2 separate regions of the Hermetia illucens genome follow, and region 2 is linked to region 1. A link is a contact called in public Hi-C data. All regions are on one chromosome and are shown on one strand. The core of a region is the stretch at or near the end of the contact, and the rest is flanking DNA. Distances in the headings are between cores, read along the strand shown.

Region 1 (4,933 bases), core at 1,629-4,128:
AGATGATTTTAGCTATTATCTTTGCGACGGCAGGGAGCACGCAGAAATCCTTCCAATTGTCACACTCGCAGTTCCCCGGTGAACGCAGCACACAAGCGGACGTAAGCGATTATCCGATGGTGATTTTTTTGAGGCCGATGTCAGTACCCCTCTTGTCACACATGCCCAGGAGGCAGCTTTTAAATATGCTACTAATTGTAAAGTCGTCACTCCGATTACTCGTACAGTATCGGTCAGTTGAAACCTAACTGACCCTATGGAATGTGCCAACAATGAGGAGGCGGTGGAAGTGGTAGAAATTTATGAACCTCCCGACATTATGGTCCCCATCACATATTCGAGCAAGGTGTTGTCAGATCCCACGTTGTCATTCAAATCACCTATCACCTCCCCTGAACTGCGTTTAATTGTTCGTAGAAAGCATCCTTCTCTACCTTATCAGAAACTCTCCGTTGGTGTATAGCATTGTACAATTGCGATGCTCCTTAACCTAGACCGGAATCTTGCACTTGGAAGTCTGTCAGAAACCGGCTTCCAGGTGAAGAGAGTGCGAATTGCGGTAGCCGTTAGAAGCAACTCGACACCGGATTCGCGTCTCGCACCACTTGACTTTCCAGTGTACAAAAGCACATTACCATAAGTGTAACAAGAGGGATTACTCCGCTTAAGCTCAGAATGTCCAGCGAGCATTTGGAGGGCCCTCGCTAGCGTTGCCGAGGAACGTGCGGGCATTCCAGGAACCAATCATTGTCGGTTTTCGATAACAATGGGTGTTCGACGTAAGGTCAGTCCCTATCCGAGTCTCGAAATTTGCAAGTTGGGGATGGAGTAGTGACCTACCCCGTTCAGTGTTTTTTTACGGCAAGCAGATTAGACTTTAGAGTATATTTTTAGGCCCAAACTCACAGGCCACAAAGAAGAAGTAGGGATTATTTAAACAGGTATAATTTCAGTTGCGTTGCTTCATCGCAAGATGTTTTGTGAAAAAATGCAAGGTCGACGACGGTTTTATTATAGACATTAGCCATAAACTAAACAATGCTCTTTTAGCGGCGTCCACATGAATAATTTTAAGAACTAATGAGAAAGAACGAAATCTTCTCTACTCACCGGTACGCCTGCCAAAGTAGTCACCATATCTGAACGCAAGCTGCAAGTAAAAACCAATAACTGCCTAGCGGTCTCACGAATAGCCCACATATTGCTTTCTCTTCCTGGCGATGTCCCCACCAGTCACCAAATTAGAAGTCAATGCATGCTCTTGAGCAGCATCTAGGGTTTAATGTTAGATTTGAAAGTTTTTGCTCTTTATTCTGTTATTTGTCACTTAGCAGACTCAAATAAAAAGTTCTCACTTAAGGTAACAAGGGTGTGAAGTGCGATAAAACAATTTTATATTTCCATTAAAACTCTAGAGCAATAAAACCCAAATAGACATAAAACACTCATTTCTCGTCTTTCACGTACACCTTCGATTTAGAGAAGTTTCGTATTGTGTTCTCCAAATCGATCAAAGCCTTTTCAATTTCCATTTTTCTGTTACGTATTCGCAGTGTTTCCCCACTCATCGGCATCCGATTGAGCTCGTTGACAAGCTGTCGGAATTCTGAAAATGGAGACTTAGCAAGCGAATAAAAACAAGACAAATGACCACTTACTATTTTCAGCTGCTGTAAGCGCAGCTTTCCGATCATCCTCGCTGAGGACATAGTGTCCGGCGGGGCAGTTGGGGTCTTTCTCCATTTCACGTATTCGCTGTAATTCTTTCTCGCGTTTTTCACGTTCGAGATATTTTGGAATTCGGATTTCCCTACGACCTGGAAAGGGGTACATGCCCAAATATTAGTCTCAGCAAAAGAACGAAATGTGCTGGAGAAACGTGAACTCACTTCGTAGATCTGATCGGTTGGAGATCCTTTGTTGGCCTTTGTTATTATTGCCGTCGTCGAGAAGCTTCTCGTCCAAATCGTGCCTTGAGTGCGATTTACGTAAAATGGGCTCCTGCGTTTCCGACAAATGATTGTCATCGTTTATTTGCGATAAGTCTACGTTCAGGTTGTTTTCGTAGGATAGGGTCATGCGCTGAATTGGAAGAAAGCAAGTAGTTTTGAATTGTTATTAAACTTTCAAAGGATCTAACACGTTGTGATACCAAACAAATCGTAAAGGTGGATATGACACGAGAAGCGAAAGCTCTGTCTTCATATTCTTACCTCGAGATGAGGAATATCATCAATGGTGTCGCTAATAAAGTTCCCGTTTCCTAGGTCTCCGTGGTCCCTTTGGTTTCTAGTCGAGCACCTGTCCGAACAGAAAACGTTAGAAGATCATTCCCCAAGCAAATCGTTCTGGGACTCACCGTCTCAAGGCATCAGCAAGGAATGCTTCGTCGTCAATATCATCAGTTTGAATGCTTTTATCACAATTCACAGATCTTCTCCGGGATGGAGGTTGCACACTAGCCATTGAGCTTTCTGTCTGCTTCGAGGCGCAAGAACATCCTGAGGGGATGCGATGAGCAGGTATCGAACGCGAACGCACCGGCGCTTGTGGCTGCCGCACATGCGAGCGCCTTGTACCAAATTCATCTTGTTCACTATTTTCTCCCCGTGGACATGAAAATCTCTGCACGGCTCTTAACTTTTGCTTATTTTCCCTGATAAAATCACGTTTTGGAGGTGGCTCTACAACGAATCGGTTACAAATGGGAATGTAGATCTCAGATTGAATGATTTGGAACTTACTCGGCAATGGAAACACTCCCTTTAGGGTGGGTAGGTTTTTGATTGACATCACAGATTGCAAATCGAAATTACATTGGTCAAAATTAAGGCACAGAAGTAAACTTTATTGAGCAAAGAATGCACATTCGTCACAAGTAGTCCATAAACAATACAACTTGACGGAAAGTAAACAAATCGTTTTCTTATCAAATTTGTATTCGTTCAATGCTGAGACATAAATTAGGGTGCGTACTGAAATAAGAAGATGTCGGTTAAATGATAAATTTGAATAGATTTGTTTGCCGGGTATAATGCAAATAATCTTTTCATATGTTACATAAAAACATAAAAGACATTAATTAATAGTTCATTTTTGCCTGGTCGCACATACAAGAGTATGGATGGCTGTGTATCCAGAAAACTTATTGCTTCAAACCAGACTCCCATGGAAAAGCTACTCATGGTTGCATTGCTGCTGTTTAATTGTAAAAATAAAATTCAAGTATGAGCTCTTCGAAAGTTTCCTCATTTATCACTAAGGAGCAGTAGAGATGTATTGATGGCATTTCTAATGCTATTCAATAAAACATTACCTTTGTTGCAGATGCATGACTGATATATAATTTGTGCACGTTTAAATAAATCTTTGTATTTGTATATTAATTACTTATTTTACATTTTTGTTATTTTTACAAAAATAATACGCCGCACATAGGGGTGTTTGTCCCAAAATTCCGGACAAAATTATTTTCTGATCTAAAATAACTTATAACTACAAATAATTGTATTGAGGCAAATACAACAAAGAAAGATACAAAGCTCTCAAATAAAATGACAGTTTTTACGAAAATTTGTTTATTTTCCATTTTAAATAAGAAAAAACTGTATTTTACAAGAAAAAAATTTTAAATAAGAAAAAATCATATTCCAATACAATTATTATTATTATTTCGATGGCGATAACTACAGTGCATCCGAAGATTCTTTTACGAGGTCTTCAACAACATCATCATCTACTTTTTCACTCTGCGCTTTAGTGGGCAAAAGCAAGGTTTTGTCCTTTTCAAGTGCAAGCCTCAGCAGCCTCTTCCGACATCATACCAATGAGTAACAAAGCTTTTTCAATCACAATGGGTTTAGTAATATTATATGGAGAGTAGGCGCCATTGGATGCCAAGGATATAGTTCCACATACAATTTACTTGTGTCTGAACAAAAGGATGCGAATTTTTCACTGCTCATTTTGTGACGCTTGATATAGATTCTAAAATCGCTCCGCTTAAATCTTGTTTGCTGCAATCCACCACTACCCCGCTTGTACATTAAAATAAATTTGTTATTTTTTTCACCAACTAAGGGGTGGATGATATCTATCAAAAGCAGTCGCTGAGCAGTATTTTTTAATACATCCTGAAGATTACTTTCTGCACAAGTTACTGTAACTCTATAAAATTTTTCGATGATAGCAATCTTTTTTAACTTTTCGCCAAATTGAATAACATGGATAATAATCAGTGTTTTTATTAAAGCTTCGAATGATTTTGCGGCGGCACATCGAGGCATGAACCACGCCTGCATTGCCGTGGTGAATTCGCCTCCACCGACGCACTCTACTGCCGCTTCCATGGCTAGCGGCTTGATACGAGGCCGGCGCGCACCTCAACTGTTGAATCTTTTCTATAAATAGGCCATTATAGACGGTTGGTTGAGGAGAAGAATATGATCAGTATAATGGTATGTTTTTTAGTGCTTTACTCCTTTTAAGGAGATGGAAGATGACAGAAAGCATAGCAAAGAAAGCTGATTAGAACCAATGTAGCTGGGTCAAACAAGTTGAAGTCTCCAATAACAAATCTCATTGTTTTCAACGGATAATTTACCAACCCGTCGATGATACGAAAAACAAGTGGTCATAGATGACAGCGGATATTTTTACAAGTTAGTTAATCGGTGAGGACAAGAATCATCATCATCAACGGGGCAACAACCGGTATCCGGTCTAGGACTGCCTTAATAAGGAACTCCAGATATCCCGGTTTTGCGCCGAGGTCCACCAATTCGATATCCCTAAAAGCTGTCTGTCGTCCTGGCCTACGCCATCGCTCCATTTTAGGCAAGGTCTGCCTCGTCTTCTTTTTCTACCATAGATATTGCCCTTATAGACTTTCCGGGCGGGATCATCCTCATCCATACGGATTAAATGACCCGCC
Region 2 (4,983 bases), core at 2,330-4,829, 130 kb before region 1:
AGTAATTATAAAAATAGACTGCAAAAACAAGATGCTTTAAGGGAAATAGCGGAATAATTTAGAACGACGGCCGAAAAATTCAAAGCAAAGCTCATAACTTGAATTAGCAACTTTATGGTGAATTTAAAAATGCAGAAATACAAGATCCGCCCAAAGTAGTGATGAGTAGTAATGTCACAGTATCTCTATATGGCCAAGAAATTTCCCTTTGCTGCTGGAAAAATATTCTATATACTCTGCGGGTACTTCTTTAGCGTCGTTTCAGTAGTTATGACTGCCCTGATATCCCAGAGGTAGTTTACCACATCTTGAGCGCGTTTCCAAGCATACCATTTTTAAAACAAGCCTTACGAAATTTTATCCTTAAAAAAATCCAAAACATTGCAGAATCCTCAATGCTGAGCTCTGACATTCATTGGCTTTTCCACGTCTCAAAATCCACTCCCAAACCCACATAAGTCGATTTTTCACCCCTTGATTTTTAGGATAATTACACAATTCGGGGAACCGGAAGCGCAGCAATGAACGTGTACTTTTTTATGTGAGAAATCTTGAATACACGATAGTTCCTGTTGTACATAGGTACACATTCAATTGTGCATTGTTCTCAAGAACTATTAACATAACTAATTTGTTCTTCAAACAACTGTATCGATAACAGTCCACTCTTAATAGCATCACAATTCACAGTGCGAGTTGGATAAATTAAACTGTGTCCGGAATAAAATAAATATGTATACTACCGAAAAACAAGTAGACACAACAATTCGTACATTTATTCTAAGATTTTCTGCCCTACACTTATCCATGACATAAATATTTCGCAATTTCCATCCGCATGTAAACGCTCAAAGCAATTTCTGTCCGGCAATCGGCAATTTATTTTTGGAGAGAAGTATCAGATGTAAACGAAGCTTAAGACCTTCCTTATCGATGATTATGTTATACAAAAGACAAACGTATTTAACTACGATGCCTATTTAATCTGAATCAATTTGCAGTTCAGTTTTTAAGCACCTCCACTTAGCTACTGGCTCTTGATAGTCTACAATTGGAAATCCGTTCTTCGATACTAAGTGTTTTTCTTAAATTTGATTTCAATAGATACGATTTCAGAGGATAAACATCCAGCCAAAAGAACATAGGATGCTAAAATGTCGTTTGATGGAATATTTTCATTCTCTGGTATGTTTAAAGTGTTCGCTTTCAACGGAACCATCAAAGAGTCTAAGTGGGCCTATTTTAAAAACATAATTTTTGAAAAACCAATTAAAAAAAAATGGCAGAGTAATGTCCTGAGTGGGACAACTTTTAATGGAAACACTCATAATTTAACTACTACGTTTCCCCTAATCTTGCTGCAGACGAACCAGAGTCAGAAACACAAACTCTTGTATCATCTCAGTGAAGACAACAGATGAAAGTACGCCACCGCAAAACTTTCCTATTGCTTATAAAAAAAAATGCCGAGGTGAATAATCTCACTGTGGTTAACAAATTGATGAAGCTTGAAGAAGAAAACATACAAATGTTTAAGGAAAGAAAAGAAATTCAAACTCTCGAAACGAGAGTTCAAGTTCAAGATATAATTGAAGATGTAAGCGCCATTTGAATATTTCAAATTTCCATTGGAGTAAAGAACTGAATACACAGTAAAATGTTTTCATACCTTGAAATAACAGTCAGTCTTTGTTTTGGAGAAACATATTCACGAAAATTTGAGACCTTTTTGATGCTTTCTTTTACCTCCTTCAGTGTAAATTCAAACGCCCCTGGTCTCAAGTCCAAACACATTTTCGTCAGAACTCGTATCCATAGTCCGTAGTCGCAATTTGGAATCGAATGACACCTATATTCCTTTTCTATTCCAGCCTTGAATGTTCCGGTATTGTTCCTAGGTTAACGCTTTCGACCTAACTTCAATCGTCATTCTATCCTAATTGCGTAATTTTCGTTCCAAAGTACAAGTGAAATACTCAAAAAAAAGTTACGCCTGAATAGGAAAAATTATGATAATCTTCAAATGACTTCTTTATTCAGAGATAAATCATCAAATGAAAACACGCGATGGGTGATAGCTTATTTAATGAAATTAAATGCGCTATTTCCAGCCAAAGAATCAAATTACATAAAAACAACCCTTTCAAGTCGGTACTCGATAATAATGAACGCAGATGAGGCTATTTTTATGTTTATATTGCATAGGAGGCATCTGATTTTATTGAGCTCAATAAAGTTCTGTATTGACCCCAATGTTCAATAGCTATCGTGTTGGCCGATGAAACCAATCGTCAATGAAATTTCCAAACTATTTTCGCAGGTATTAACTTGATTGTTCACAAGATCCAACGAATTTCAGGCCCAAGGCCAGAAAGTTCAAACAAGCAAACAAAGCCAACATGAAAAAACACAGAGTCAACCTGCTAATCTCGCCAGCAGCTTAAAACGAGATAAGATTAGATCCGTCTATTATTCACAGAAGCGACAAACACTCGGACACATTTTGAGTTCAAATGAGATTAAAAAGTGGCAAAAATCAAAAGCAAACGAGGCTAAATTTGAAGCTGTACTCACACTCTTCAACAGCCGAATTGGACACTGTGCTCAGAAGTTTCATGATCAGATATGGGGCGGTGAAGATGAAACCGAGGAACGCGACAACAGGCCAGGGTGACGGTTTTCTCTTCTGCTGCGGGTCGGTCTGCAAGCCTTTCTGAGCGGCAGCAAAGGCCTCTTTAAAGGCCTCGGATGACGGGTCAATGTTCGAAACTTTCAGCATATACAGGAGTCTGTAATGGGAAGGTTTCGTGATTATTTAAACCAAAATAGGAAGCTATCGGCGTGGCTTACTTCCTATAGATCCAATTCAGTCCTCGAAAGATTGCGAACGTCGACCAGAACTGCGCGAATACGCCCCTTAGTCGGCCAAAATTAGCAGCAACACCAAGGATGGCTCGGAATGAACTTGTCAAAGCGAAAAATGTTGAATCCAACATCGCCGCGATATTTCCTATCGCTCCCACGAGGGATTCAATACTTTGGAATGCGGGCCGGGAGCTCTCCTCTGCGAGCTGGATGAACCTGGTTTCTGGGTCATAGGGATTCATGCCACCGTACCGATTATACGATCCGTATCCTCCGTAACTACCAAATCCACTTCCAAAACCACCATATCCTCCGAGACCTCCACTGCCGTAGCCCCCGTACATTGGGCTATAACTATTGTAACTGTTGTACCCCATGTAAGGACTCCCGCCGCCATAGGAGTAACTATTGGACTGCCCATTTAGGGGAGGCGGCAGCGGAGGAGGCACCGAGCTCACTATTTGATTCGACCGGACATTTCCTAAAGGCGTTTGGATTAGATTCGCAGATCCGCCTGGAATTAAACGAGGTTCCGCTAATACCGGGGATCTAAAGTTGCCGAGATTGTGCGCCATTGATACTTGCAATTTATGCGCGAACAAATATTTATTTTATAGAAACGCCGCGACTAATCCCAGACTCCGGATTTGGTTTCTTTGCTCGGTAAGATCAAATTTACGTCTCGATGGTTTCACTTGTCATTTCAGAACTTTGTACTCCGCGATACAGTTGCACACATACTCAGTTATTGATTCGCTTTCTGTTTGAGGGTGTGCGAAGCAATTCATCCTCAGAACGGTCCCCAATCATTTCCATCAGCTGATTACTGACAGTAGGTTTCGCACAGCCCTGCCGTTGCCCGTCAGATGATATATTTTCGTGTGTGGCACACATTTTGTTTACAAAGTTTCCCGACTCTTACAAGTGAATCACATTTGTTAGGGGCGCGTATTAAGTTACGGTTAGGTTCTTCTCACTACGGTACCGTAAATGGATAATTATGACGTCGAAAGTCTAAGGGAATGGGCACCGTTGACTGATCTGCTGGAAAAAGTCCCGGCTCGCATTCAGAAAGGTATCTTTTCACAGAACCTGAACATAACATCCGTGGCTGCCGTTCCGGAGTTTATTGCCCTCGGGACGGATGCCGGCATCGTCTTTTGGTATAATCGAGCATCCGGGGAAATCCAAAAGCTTCGTAATGAGGTGAGTTCATCTTTTTCATAGAACTTTCCCTTCAAAATTGACGTCAATTGTTATCGCCAGGGAACATCGCCCATTACTTGTCTGCGCGTTGTCTCCTCCGTGGAGTACATGGTGGCCGCCGGAAATTCCTCGGGCCAGGTCAACGTTTTTCAAATACAAAAAGAACTTCCGCCCGATTTGAATTTAGCAGCCCCGCTCACGAAAACGAAACCAATTGAACGCTACACGATCCGAGACCTGCATCGCGGACCGGTTACGTGTTGTGAATGGTCGAAGAACGGCATGAAACTGTTCTCAGGGGACAAGCAAGGAGTTGTTGTTCTAACCGAATTCGACTATCAAGCGGTAAGTGCAAAATTAGATTGTCCGAAATGTGCGTGGCACGTTATCAGACCCGAAAAATAGGTCGTGACATTTGCAAGACAAGAACAGAAAAAAAATTGATAGCGACGTCGATGCATTGATGCAAGCAGTTAGCTACGTGGTTGTTGCCTTGGCAAATTCGAAACGATAAATATTCTGGCTGGCAAGGCGCCAGGGGCGGACTTCAGGCAATCCACACTAATTGTGTAGTTGGAGTTGGCAGCACGCGACAATGACGGGCGCCTTGAGATTAAGCCAGGAAATGAACAGAATGTTTCCTATTGGATATTTTGCATTATTTTCCTGCATTACTACTTTTACGTCACTTATGTTGTGGCTAATTTACAAATGATTCTGTTTCCTTTATAGGCTCACAATGTCATGTCGAAGAGATAAGAAAATTAAAAGCCAGGGTACAGTGCCGACAATTCTTCTATATTTTCAAAGTTGAACTCGAAAGTTAACCATTTTTTGTCGAATAAGTAGTTGCACTTCATTGTGCCAAATTAAAACTTTTTCAGCGCCACGATACGTTGAGTCAATATACAC

The links. A called contact is a pair of places that touch in the nucleus more often than the background predicts.
Region 2: a contact with region 1 is called in a Hi-C map of an unstated tissue, with 6 times the contacts expected there. The contact joins the promoter of LOC119656293 here to the promoter of LOC119653588 in region 1. A contact is called at or near these places in 2 of 2 Hi-C or Micro-C datasets (an unstated tissue and whole body).

The regions. Positions count from the first base shown.
Region 1 is chr4:101,063,594-101,068,526 of iHerIll2.2.curated.20191125, reverse strand. LOC119653588 reads right to left here and starts at 2,878. Exons shown (of 6, transcript XM_038058338.1): 1 at 2,745-2,878; 2 at 2,360-2,684; 3 at 2,214-2,301; 4 at 1,890-2,082; 5 at 1,659-1,817; 6 at 1,373-1,606. The coding sequence starts at 2,793. The coding sequence ends at 1,446. The region is part of intron 2 of LOC119653587 (dihydroceramide fatty acyl 2-hydroxylase FAH2); the gene reads left to right.
Region 2 is chr4:101,194,328-101,199,310 of iHerIll2.2.curated.20191125, reverse strand. LOC119656293 (probable peroxisomal membrane protein PEX13) reads right to left here and starts at 3,579. Exons shown (of 3, transcript XM_038062729.1): 1 at 2,851-3,579; 2 at 2,575-2,789. The coding sequence starts at 3,440. LOC119656292 (WD repeat-containing protein CG11141) reads left to right here and starts at 3,831. Exons shown (of 5, transcript XM_038062728.1): 1 at 3,831-4,071; 2 at 4,132-4,416. The coding sequence starts at 3,856.